2 separate regions of the Mus musculus genome follow, and region 1 is linked to region 2. Evidence: chromatin contacts called from public HiChIP or PLAC-seq data. All regions are on one chromosome and are shown on one strand. Each heading gives the region's core, a stretch centred on a gene start, on an enhancer-like site or on the middle of the called end of the contact. The rest is flanking DNA. Distances are from core to core; before and after follow the strand shown.

Region 1 (6,612 bases), core at 297-2,796, 830 kb after region 2:
CCCAGCAGTTATCAGATACCAGGGATAGTGTCTGATAACAAGATGTTGCTCCTTCCTTACAAGCCAAACCAAGCTGAGGGGACCACCACCTGCCCCCTAGAGAAAGTGTTGGTCTCTGTCTCTGAGGAAAGCCCTATCATAGCCATTTTCCCTCCTGTCTTTCTCTGAGATGACAACCCCTGCCCTGAGTTCAACCTTCCTTCCATTGGGAACAGTTGAGGGCCTCTTACTTGCTCCGGCCTGTCCTAAAAAGCCTGAGCTGCCTAGCTGGCCCTCAGCAGCACCTGAGGCTGGTGTTTCCATGGCAACAGCTGAGGGGGGAAAAGCAGGCTGCTGCAAACAGGGAAGGCCTGAGGAGAGCCCCCCGACAAGAGGTTCCTGCAGTAGCATCCCAGTGCACAGATGTGCTCCAGGAGGGTCCCTACCAAATTTCAGGGTTCTAGGACTCTGCTCACTGTGCCTGTCTCAGGACCACCCCCCCCCCCAATCCCTCACTGCTCTCTAAGGAATGTCCTCAGGCTCAGCTGCCGCCAGAGCCAGCCTGGGATACTCACAGCCTCTACAGTCAAGTCTTTCCTCAGTAAGAGCCCATCAGACTCCTTCGATAAGTGGCTGACCCCTCATGCTAGATCCTGGGACTATAGAGGTGAACACAAAGGACTCAGCCATAGGCACCCGCATCTCTGGGTGGGCAGTCTGCCAAGTGGAACCTATCTGAAGACCTAGGAGCCCAGAACTTCAGCTCTTCATTCCCTTCTGCCCCTTTCCCACAGGTCCCCACTGCTACCCACCTGATACCACATAGCCCCCCTCCACCAGACTGGGTAGCCTCACTTGTGATTAGCATGGCTGCTAGGGGCTGAGCTGCCTTGGCTCATGTCCAGGGTCCTCTGGCAGTCTCAGCCCATCAGCATCTTGTCACTCACGCCTGGAAAACGCACCAAAGTGGGGTGGGGTGGGGTGGGAGGTGGCGTTGTCTCCACTACAAGAAGACGGTGGAGTTTGCACTGCCTGGAAACAGCCTTTCCTCACCCCTTTTATTTTATGAGCAGTAAGAACTGTGCTATGTTTTAACGAAATAGTAAGTGCTTCGGCGGTCCCTGCCACTCGCTAGACACAGCCGCGACAGCCACTGCTAGCCCTGCAGAAAATGATCCCCATGTTTTTTTCAAAACAGCATAATTAATCTATTCTGGAGCTTGTGGAGGATGCTACCCCACAAAACAGGAGCTGTCCTCAGCACCAGAGACCCAGACCGAGCCTCTCCCAGCGGCCCGGGTCAACCACACGCTCCGCCCTCCTCATATAACCAGGTAGTCCCTTTGTCAAGGCAACTGTAGGTGCACTCGGAAAAACGCCTGCGTTTCTTTTTACTGAAGCAAAGATACACGAAACCGAATCCAATCTTCATGAATTTTTACACGCATGCTGCTCAGCCTGAAAATTTGGAGGCTGCGTTTTGAAGGCTTTTTATTCAAATCCCCCTCTTTGTCTGCTGGTCCACGAGTCTCATTGGCCGATCAAATGGCACGAGCGCCCCCTGGTGGATCACGTGCGAAGTTGCCACCGCTGCAAACCCCCAAGCTGGCTCTTTTTATGATGTTTGTTAAAAATCACTAGGTGCTTTCTCGTCCCTTGCGGACAAGTTATGCTGTCTACGGCATCCACATCGTGGATAGTTATCCTCGTGGTTGATATGCCAATGTCAGCGTTGTCTTGCAGACTGTCAGAAGAGCCTGGGGAGACTTCCCTGGCCTGGCGTGGTGAGAAGATAGGATGGGATTAAGAATTGAGCATCTTGCCCAGAAAGCTTTTCCTGAGACAGAAACCCTGGGCACAGGAATGCCTGTCTGGGGTCGCTGTGATCACACTCATTACTATGGCAATGACAGGCTGAAACTGATCAAACTCAGCGTTTTGCCAGGCAGGCCCCAGGATGGGCGCCAGGGTGCAGAAGGATGGGGCGTGGTGAGGCAAAAGGGTGCAATTAAGCTCTTTCAGCTTGCTTCAAAAGTGCCACCAGCTCAGCTGGACTGTTCTCTGTCTGATTGTGAATATTTTGAGTTCTCCATATGTTACATTGTCCCACGAGGACGGACTCCTCCCGGCCCACAGAGATTAAAGAGACGTAAATAGATTAACTGAAGCATGAAGGATTTGAGCTAGATATAAAGAACCATTTCCTGTTGTGAAGCAGGAGGGACACGTTGCCAATAAACTCTCGGCGAAATTCTCAAAGGACTTGAAAAGGAGAAAAGTTCCCGCAGTGGTCCGGCATTTTCTTTGCCGTGCTTACTGAAGCGGTTGGGTTCTCCCTCCGCTAACTCGTAACTCTTAAACAGTACTGGTTGGCCGGCAGTAAACACCAGGTTAATGGTGTGACCATATAGCTCACTGTTGTGGGATTTCAAAGGCCGTTTATCTGAGGTCTGCCATTTCCTTTCATCTGGAGTAAGTAAAGCCGCAGAGGTGACTATTTCTCCCCGTGTGTGCTGAGTAGTGTGGGCCACTGGCTGTTAAAGATGCTGTCCTCACATTGTTGCTGGGGTTCTTTTTCAATAAAATTTATATTCATTTTTATCCAACAATGTAATTATCGATCCATCCTTATCGCTGCTCTTACAAGGAGAAAAAAAAAAAAAAACAACCAAGGGGGGAGGGCAACACTTTCATGTTCAAAGGATGCTTTTAAAAAAAAGAAAAGATCAATGTCCCCGCCATTTGAACGTGATGGGGAGATGCAAATGGGGTGTTGGGCAAATAGCGATTCCACATTAAAGAAAACATAATTAGGTCAGCCCCGGCCCTCCGAGGCTCACGTGCCTTTGAAGAATCCGAAGACCACGCTTCCTTCATTGAATCTTGTTTAACTTGAACATTTTAAAGTCAGCCCAAATTTCTTTTTAGAGTGGGAGAAGAAAAACGTGCCAAAATTTTTCCTGTCAACCTACTTTTGGGGTGCTGAATATATGCTATACGTTTCTTGATATTCACGCACACACTCGAAACTTTCCAGGTTGCCTAAACTGATTACTCGTAAATTAGACATTTAGAGGACTGGAGGAAAAAAGAAAAAAATGAAAATCTAGACACCTCTGAGAAGCTGCTGTAACCATGGAGACCATTCTCATAGCTGTAGTGTGAAGGGCAAAAAGATTTGTGTTCCCAAATCTGAGCTTATCGCATCCCTCATTGCCAGACACAAAAACCCGAGATGTGTTACACTTCATCCTTGGGGTGGGGGTTCACAGAGGAATGCAATCCACGGGTAAGGGAAGTTTCTAATGACACACTATGGAGCAATCGGAACAAACTGTCTCTAGGTCTTAGGTGCAGTAGAAGGACAAACTCTTAAATTATTGGAACGGGCTGCAAGTTCCCAACCAAGAGCTGGAATAGACTGACCTCCGATGTTTCTTCCAGTCCAGAGGCTCTGTGAAGCTGTGTCTTTGTGAACAGATGATGGCAGGCACCAGCCTGGGCTTGTCAGTTAGGCAACATCTGAAGGGCCCTGCTGTGTTAAGAGCCTGCTCCCTAAGCCCCGGGCATGCTACACCGCACGCCTTTTACTTTCCTGCGGGCGGGCGAGGGGATGCACAGGCTCAGCAGGTGGACAGACCACAGGGAACCAGCAGCCCAGACAGAGGCTGGTCCACTGTGATTTGCAGACAGAACTGAACAAGACTAAGATGTCTCGAGGAAGTCTCTTTTCTTCCACCTCATCCTCAGACCTCAAGTCAGAAAAATTATTCTTAAGGCAATCAAATTCCTGCGGAGGATGCCTAGGGGTGTCCTGTGACCTCTACCATCCTCCATGGCAAGATCTGGTCCATATGGAGGCTTTGGGGCCTTGTCTCATGTGCTTCTTCACCCACTGTGAGTGCTCAGGCCCACCACTCCCTCAGCGCCACTTCTTGGGCCTCTGTGTGCCAAGGTGGGTCCTGCCTAGGTCATTACTGTCCACACCAACCTCAGATCTGAACATCCACCCCCACCTGAGCTGTGTTCAGACAAAATGCTTTTCATGATCCTTCCCAAGGAAGTTCATGGTCTCTGGAGAAGGCACTGGTGGGCAAGGTAAGTCTTCAAACAAAAATTGATTTTAGGTCTACAATCCTACCTCCTTAAACACACCTGATCCAGCTTGATCTCTGAAGCTAGGCAGGGCCAGATCTGGTTAATGCTTCAATGAGAAACAAAGGCTTATTTTGATAGATAATCAAGAGAGTGCCCAGTCACCTCCTTCTCCTCTAGAGACATCATGTCAAGTGCTTCATTCCCAAGGATAGTGTAATGATGGCTCTTCAAAGAGGGACACAGATGAGGGGCCATGGAGAGACGTCTCCCCTGCAGTTGAGTGAGCTGTAAGCAGCAGCTTTAGTTCAAAGGCTGCCTTCCTGTGATCCTCCTGGACCAGCAATGGCATGCACTGATCACGTAGAAGCACCAGTCAGAGCCAGCATCAAGCTTTGGGAATTCAGTGTCCTGGAGACCATGGCTGTGCAACATAAAAGGCCAGCGATCGGGACCAGGTAGGCAGCACCTCAGACTGAGATGGGACATGACAGGAAGCCCCAAAGCACAGGTCCCCTGGTGAGTCCCCTGATGGTAGGGGCTATGGCGACAATCCTTAGGATAATCAATAGGAGACACCACAATCCACACTACCCTTCTTTTGAACATGTTGGTCCCTGTTGTAGCGACAGTCTTCCCTCCCTCTCTCCTGGAAAAGCCTTGCCTGGCCCTCATCCATCCTCCGGGCTCACATCATATTTGTGACTCAGAACTCTGCACAATCGGGTGATGAGAAGGGATTGGAACTTCACCACTGAACTGCAATTTTTTTCCATACAGTTTTATTCAAAAAATATTTTCATACAATATATTCCAATTATGGCTTTCCCCTCCCAGATCCTTCCAAACTCTCCATCCATCCACCGCCATGCCCTTTCTTTCTCTCATTTTGGAAAGCAAACAAGCCCATCGGTGGTGATGCACACCTTCAACCCTAGCACTTGGGAGGCAGAAGCGGGTGGATCTGAGTTCCAGAATCTCTAGGAGTTCGAGGCCAGTCTGTTCCACAGAATGAGTTCTAGGACAGCCAGGGATACAGGGAGAAACCCTGTCTCAAACAAACAAACAACAACAAAGCAAACAAAATGGCAAAGAAAAATAATAATTTAAAAAGAAAGAAACACACACATACACCAACAAAAATTCAAAATTGTGGAGCCGAAGAGATGGCTCATCAGTTAAGAGCACTGGCTGCTCTTCCAGAGGTCCTGAGTTCAATTCCCAGCAACCACATGGTGGCTCACAACCATCTGTAATGGAATATGATACCCTCTTCTGCATGAAGACAAAGCATGAATATATATTTTTAAAAACACAAAATTGGACACCATGATACATACATGAGGAGATCAGTAAAACTGAAAAAAACTGAAAAAAAAAAAAAAAAAAAGACCCAAAGCAAGATGAGACCAAAAGTCTACAAAAATAGCATTGAGTTGGTTTGTGTTGGCCACCGGCTGCTGGGTCCAGAGCTTACATGTGTGGCTAATACACCCAATGACAGTCCACTGGAGAAATTCAGTTTTTCCTTCGCGAGTGGGTATCAACTGCAGAGAGCTTCTTGGTTGGAGACAGGAGCTCCGGTCCACTTCCCCCTTCTCAGAACTGAGAATTCTTGGAACACACACTTTGGTTCTGCTTCTTGGCACACGCTGGGTGCTTGATAAATGCTCAGTAAGTGTTTTCTTGGGAAAACTGAGAAGGGATGTGAACGGAGCTGCCAGCAACCATTCCTTGAACATTTGTAGAGTGTTTCGTTTTCCCAGAACTGGCCCTTGTGGTTTCATTCAACTCTGCCTGCCACAGCCTGGATGGTGAGAGAGGCCGAGAGTCTCAGGGGAGGATCCCAACCCAGCGAAGGGGGAATGGCTGCCCTGGGGATGGGGGGGGGGGGGGGGCTGAGGGCTGGTTGCTAGTGACCTTCAGAGACAAAAGTGACCCCTTTACCTAGACCTCAACTTATTCTTGAGGCTCTCTCTGAGGGGGTGTAGGCTTAGTCTGTGGACTGTGACTGAATGCAAGATTTCTATGTGAAGGTGGGCTCAGGGCCTCCTCATCTATGAAAGACCCATGGAGTTGCTGTCCCCATATCTAACTGTGGCTTGGTCTGTTTAAAGGAGGTCTGGAACATGAGCCTGATGCTTCTGTTTGACCCAAAGTAACACAAACACGCTAAAGCTCCCATTAATTGTATCCTAACCTGCCCAGAGCTCAACCAACAAACCTAGCTGCAGGAGACTCTCTGAGGCCCCAGGAGAACCTATTATCATATGGAAAAGCTGCAAAATGGCAAGTTTTGCTAATTGGGACTAAAAGGCACAATATTTTCTCCTGGCAAATCAGGAGTGTGCTGGGCTGTCACAGAACTCATTATCCCTCTCCCTGTCCCTGCTCCCATCCTTATCTTCTCTCTGCATGTGTATGTGGTATGCATTTCTGTATGCATGCCCACATGTATGGAAACACATGTGTGTGCATGCATGTGGAGGCCCCCAAGTGGACATCAGATGTCTTCCTCAGTCACTCTCCACTGTATGG
Region 2 (6,343 bases), core at 2,951-5,450:
AACCTGCATTTGGGATGAACTGACAGCTCTCACTTGAGAGGAAAGACCTTCCTCACACACTTTGCCTAAATCACTCTCACCTTTAGTCAGTGTGATATCATCTCTTGTAAAGATAAGGACTCCTTCTGCCACTCCACATCTCTGTATCTATGGCAGGTGACATTTAGTGACATTCCTGAATGGCATTTTATGGTAAGATAGTTAATAGATTCTTTTCCCCCATTAAACTGAGATGTAGGTAGATGGTTTGCATTAGGATTATTTCCTTTGCCAAGTTTGCTCTTTAGGATGCAGTTGGCCCTCCCTGTGCTCCTGTGGGAAGAGGGGTAGACATCAGCAGCTATGGCTCTCTCTGAGCAGTACCTCTGTTGGGCACCTCTCAATTCTAATGGCTGTCATAAATCCATGCATTGGAATTGCTGAGATCACTGGATGAGCAAACCCTTCCCCATGCATGCTATCAGAAGCTCCTCCATCCTGTTGTTGTTGGTGGGATGGGAAGAGTTATTTTGTTAATGGATGAGCTGTTGGTGGTGGGGTACTTGGGAATGTAGACGGCATTTGGAGCTCAAAGGCCTTTTGTGACTGTTTACTGTGAGGACTTCACTTGAATCTGTGCTCTTGATTTAGCTTTCCTGTGCAGATGACCACACAGTCAGCAAATCTTACAGTTGTACAAGCTGTACTGGTCTTTGGGATCGTAACAGTACCCAGAAGCTCAGTGGAGTTGATCTCTGGGTGGTTGGGTGGGGTAATAATCTACACCAGGCTACTCAAAGGGAGGTCTGAAGACCTCAACCCCGGCACCATCCAGGAACTGATGGGAAACTCAGGTTCTTGGACCTCACACCAGCACTGCTGTGTCAGAATCCCCAGGTGATTTATAGGCACAATACAGTTTGAGAAACGCTGGCCTATACCTACCGACTCGGGTCCTGCCTTCAATCCAGTGTTTAATGAGCGCCCACTGTGTTCCAGTATTGTGCTGAGTATCACAGAAATAAAGATGAATAATGCATGGACTTCTCTAAAGGGCTGCTCACAGCTTATTTACTTCTTATTCTCTCTGCAGTCTCTCTTCAATCCTTGGCATTCTGGCTTTTGCCCTATCTCTTCACTGAAATGCTTCCTTTGAAGACCACTAATGACCTGCTTGTTGTCAAATTCAATTTTCTCCTCTCTGTAGCATTTAGTGCTTCTGATCAACACCTACCACTTAAAGGCCATCCTCTCTGGGTTTTGCTGACACGGGGCCATTCTGGCTCCGCTTTCCTTCCCTTCCTCTCTCCTCAACTCTTTTCCTGGCCCTTTTTTGTCTTAGAGGGCTCTTTCCTTCCCTTCTAAGTAGGTTGCCCTCACTCAGGTCTGTGGCATGAATTGTTTTTATTATAGAGGCTTTGACCCTCAGGGAACCCCAGATACATTGAAACTGACCTCTCTTTACCATAGTCTATACTGAAAAGCTGTGGGTAGAGTTTCTGATTGGGGGGTGGGGCTTTCACAGTGGCTGTGACTAGTTATGTTTGCTGTGGTATTGTTTGACAAGCTGGGTGGCTTAGCACAAAGGCATTGTCTTATGGTTTTTGGTTATGATGGAGCTGTACACCATAGATTTAGAATGCCCTGTGTTGTTGTTGGTGGTGGTGGTGGTTTGGTGGTTTTCTTTATTTCTTCCCCCCCCCCTTTTTTTTAAGGTTATAGCAGAGAATCTATTCCATTGTCTCTTCAAGCTTCTAGAGATTGCTATCTGCTTTGATCCTGAACACTTCTTCTACCTTCAAGGCCAGCCGAAATAAGCCTCATCTTCATACTGCAATGTGAAATGGACTTTGTTCTCTACAGTTTGGAAAGGGTTCTTAGGAAGTGAAATGGTTAGATTGGGTTTACCTGGATGATCTAGGATAATTTCCTGGCTGAAGATTCTCAAATAGCTTTGCAGATCCCTTTTGTACAGACACACACTCACAGTTGCCAGCGACTGGGATGTGTATGTGTCTGTGGAACCCATTGCTTTGCCACAATCATATGAGTGGAGTAGAGGTTAGAGGAAGGACTTTAGGGAGTGTCACTCATTTCCTACCTGATCAAGATGGATCCAAGACAAAATGAGATAACACTGCATCCCAGGACCAGTAAGATGGCGAGGCGAAGCTGGGATGGGAGAGCTCCGTCTCTACAACTCTCCTTTTGTTGACAGCTCCTAAAGTGATCCCACGCCAAGAGGCAGAGCAGCGCCTCCTAAGCTGTTCAAGGCTAACCTCATTATTTCCCCAGCCCATCTCTTGGTTTTTCCTGTCCCTGTTAACTTGCTACCCAAGGCAAAGGCTTCATTCCCAGGGTTGTTTTTGTTATCCATCATCTGAACGTGGCAAATGGCTGACGGGTCAGGTCCTCACTGCCTGTTTCTCAAGCGTACTCAGGCCACAGGCCCAGGGGTTGTTCTCTGCTCTCACCTTCCTTAGCCTAGGCCTTGAGTCAGCCTCGGTGACTTCATTACTGAGTTCACACTTCTTTCACTTCTGAAGCTCCATGACCTTCCCCAGGGAAGCTTTGAAGCCTGAAGACTTCAAAGACTGCCCACAGCCTTGGGATCAATGCAAACTTGGCATGGTTTTCAAAGCCAGTTTAACCGTTCTTTCCATAGCTTGCCTAATTTGTGCTAAGATTCATCTTGCACTTTATGCTGAGCCTCATTGGCTCTTCCCTTCTTTACCCAGGCCCTTCTATACTTTCTTACCTTCACTCTTTCCACTGTACTTGGTAATACCTCTCTCCTCTGACGTCTGCAGCCTTGAGCATGTTGGGACCGCAGCATCCAGCCCACTGTCATCATTCTCCTATCTAGACACACAGGGTGGTGTTGGGACAGTGGTTCTTTATTGCTGTGCAATTATCCATGTTTTTACTACTAACAAAGTTCTATCATGGGTTATGACTGTGCCAATGAATCTGCACCGTTCTTCAGATTGGTGGCGCTTCTGCTTACCCACGCTCTGCCATTGCTTCCTGTAGTTCCTGGCTTCCTCTAGGTGCTCATTCAGAGTAGATGAGTATCACTTTGTATTCAAGTCGGAGAACTAGCTAGCTAGCCTGGTCTACAGAGTGAGTTCCAGGACAGCCAGGACTATACAGAGAAACTCTGTCTCAAAAACAACCAAAAAAAAGAAAAAAGAAAAAAAAGAGAGAGTGAGAGAGAGAGAGAGAGAGAGAGAGAGAGAGAGAGAGAGAAATGAGTTGCCATCTACCAACTCCAGGGAGAGGCTTGGTCCGTGCTTTATACTCCGAATGTCTGTCTCACTTGGTCATTGAAGGAGGCAGAGACTCTAGTCTTCAGAAAGGCCAGAGGGAAAGCTGAGAAGCAGTGATCTCTGGGTTTCCTTTTCACTTAGAGATTCTGTGCAGTTATGCTTACAGGGAAAGCTGACGCCGTGTTCTGAGCACCGTTGCTCAGAAACCATCTGAGATGCATCCACTGTGCCCCCCGTGGCTTTCTATTTGGAGGCATTTAACTTTTATTACTTTTCTTTGTTCATTTAGTTGATCAATATTGTTTCCCGTGTGCCAAGCTACAGAAGAGAAGGGGATCAGAGAGGCTTCCGTTCTCACAGAGTCAGTCATGAGGATGAGGCAGCGTGGGTAGCAGCTATAACGGTAACTTGCCAAGGTGCACATGGTACAAAAGAACATGTACCACAGCACAAAAAAATGCCACGATGCAGGGGTGAGCATCACAAGCTTGGACTGCATTCTGAGTGTCAAAAAGATGCAGAGAACCTTCTGCACTAAGTTCCTTTTTACTTGGCCCCAGAAGGGGGTGGGGGGGGCAGAATTTAATGACTGGCAACAAAAAGAGAAATAGCAAGGGAAGGAGAGGTGGGTGTCAAGAGAAGGGATTAAAAAAAATCAGAGATGAGATTTGTTTACCCCCTGCACAGCTCGCCTGGGCACTGCCCAGGTGTGCCTATGAAGTGATACCATGGCCTTGTATACTGCACAGTCTGTACCTGGAAGGCTCTTCCAAGGTTATTCCACCAAGGAAGACCCTTATCCAGAGAGACGTGAGAATTTATAGTCCTGGGGCTTTCACTTGGTCCTTTGCTTGGTCACCATGGCAACAGTTGCTCCTGCTGCTCTGGGCTTGGCTTCCCTGGAGGTAGCCCTGTAATGATAATGTATCATCCTCATGCTGCTAAGAACAAAGCCTGCTGAAATTCCAGCCTCAGTTAAAATGAGAGGCCCTTCTCCAGGAGGTAGCAGCTGCTCTGACTAGGGGGGTGGGATCCGTGTTAGAAGGAAGATTTCTCATGAAGATACAGTTGGGTAGATGCAGATCTTGCTTCACATGGTAACTGTTCTGGTGATGGGGAAGCCAACTCCTAGCTCAGGTCTTCCCAGAAGCCCCGCAAATGTCTTCATTATTCAGAGAGAGAGGGAGAGAGAGAGAGAGAGAGAGAGAGAGAGAGAGAGAGAGAGAGAGAGAGAGAGAGAGAGAGAAAGCCATCCTTTGCTCTGGCCCAGAAGTGTGGCACAGGCCTGAGGGCATATCTCAAACTGAGTTCAGACTTACCACTTATTCCTCTGTAAAAAAAAAAAATAATGATAAGATCCATGGAAATGTTAACCAAGGGCCTGGCTGGTGAGGGAACTACAGGGAAAGGCAGGAAGGTACCACACTTTCAGCATAGAGGGCTAGAGGATGCTACCATCTTCTATCCAGTTGCATGGTTCTTTCCTGTGATTGCTCTGATCATCTGTCCACCCATCCCAGATGATCACAGAGAGTAACAGCATCCAGATTGGTCAAGCTCCGAGAAAGTTTTGGGCCTCGCTCCCTTTCCATTCGTGAACTTCGTTCAGATTTGGACTTTTAACTGAAGACGCCGACCTCCCCACAGTTCTCCACAACCACACTTTGCTGAACCAAGTGACACGATGCTTTTGTTTTCCACGGTCCGATTTGTGTCATCTCGCTAGCTAACAGCCATTTTTAACCTCCTAGGCCAGTCATGCTGGTCTTGCTTGTTGCTTGCAGAGGGTGAAAGATTTAGGACATTCATTCTTACTGGGTTCAAATTTTGTGAAGCAAAACTTATAAAAGTGTAGTGGGGAAAGTTTCTGAACACAGCTGACCAAGTGTATTTCATTTCACACGTGTGATAAAGGTCTGTACTCACAGCGCTGTAAATGTGTATCTCCTGTTCTCTCCCAGTCACTTACTGAGTATGTTTATCCATCTTTCTTAGGGTCCCATTAGAAAACTTGCTGGGGTTTAAGGAATGGATATACTCGGCTTCGGTGTGCGTGGACAAACACTGTTACAGCGGTCATATCAATTTGCATGCCTGTCAGTAGTTTCTGAAAGTTCTAGTTCCTCCAGAACCTTGTCAGCACTTGATCTTGTCAGTCTCGGCTACTTTAGCTCTCCTACTGAGTAGATCTTAGTAGATATGAGTTTGAATTTTCTACCCACTGCTGACATTAGTAATTTTCCGTGTTTGTTGGCCATTTGGATACTGTATATTTTCTTCAAATGTCTTGTTTACATTTTACTGAGTTGTATATTTAAGAATTTTAAGAATTTAAGTAAATACATATTTATGTGGAATCTGTTTAGGTTGTGTGGAGATACTTAAGTCTATGGATTCTTAAATCTTTGTCTGCCATTGGCCTTGACCATTTTCTCTTCAAATATTATTTCTACCTCTTTCTCTCTGCCCCCCTTTCTTTTGGCATTTTGACTACATAAAGCTTTTAAAATCTTGTTCTGTATACTCCATTCTCTCTCTCTGTGTGCATGTATGTGTGTGTGTGTGTGTGTGTGTGTGTGTGTGTGTACAGATGCCTGTCTGCCTGGGTGTCTATGTGTGGTATGTTACATGCATTTGATTGTGTAGGTATTTTCAAAAGTGCATACAGAGGTTAGAGCAAGACATTGGGCCTGTTCCACTACCACCCTCTCCCTGATATCCTTGTATGACGGTCATTGGATTGGAAATTTGTCCTTTCTGGCTCATGGTAAGCTCCCTGGATCAACCTCTCTGATCCCCAGTGTTAAAGTTACAGACACACACCACAGTGCTCTGCTTTTTATGGAGGTCCTGAGGATTTGAACTCCTGTCCTCATGCTCGCAGAACAAGAGCGCTCACCCACTGAGTCATCTCTCCAGCTCCCACCTCACTCTTTGCTATATTTATCATTTGTCCCCTATGTTTTAGTTTGTATATTTTAGTTTTTCTGCCTTTTCCAATCCATCAACCCTTTCTTCTGCTACGTCTAGCTCATTAAAGCCATATACCTAATCACTGAGTTCAGGCACTGCACTTACCAGTCTTAAAATTTCCA

What was found. HiChIP or PLAC-seq counts read pairs in DNA pulled down with a chosen protein or histone mark.
Region 1: a contact with region 2 is called in an H3K4me3 HiChIP or PLAC-seq map of embryonic hindbrain, with 6 times the contacts expected there. The contact joins two enhancer-like sites. A contact is called at or near these places in 2 of 484 Hi-C or Micro-C datasets (cerebellum and cortical neurons), 4 of 115 datasets of contacts at active chromatin or transcription factors (differentiating embryonic stem cells, embryonic forebrain, embryonic hindbrain and 1 more) and 1 of 9 other capture datasets (embryonic stem cells).

Annotation. Positions count from the first base shown.
Region 1 is chr9:102,543,660-102,550,271 of GRCm38.p6, forward strand. Ky (kyphoscoliosis peptidase) reads left to right here. Exons shown (of 11, transcript NM_024291.3): 11 at 1-2,580. Among named protein-coding and RNA genes, the nearest start is that of Gm29387, 12 kb to the right of the region's middle. Within about 2 kb of position 1,547, at least 90 of the 459 cell types and tissues checked have an H3K27ac peak or open chromatin away from gene starts, as enhancers often do.
Region 2 is chr9:101,714,036-101,720,378 of GRCm38.p6, forward strand. No RefSeq gene overlaps it. Among named protein-coding and RNA genes, the nearest start is that of Gm31326, 270 kb to the right of the region's middle. Within about 2 kb of position 4,201, at least 16 of the 459 cell types and tissues checked have an H3K27ac peak or open chromatin away from gene starts, as enhancers often do.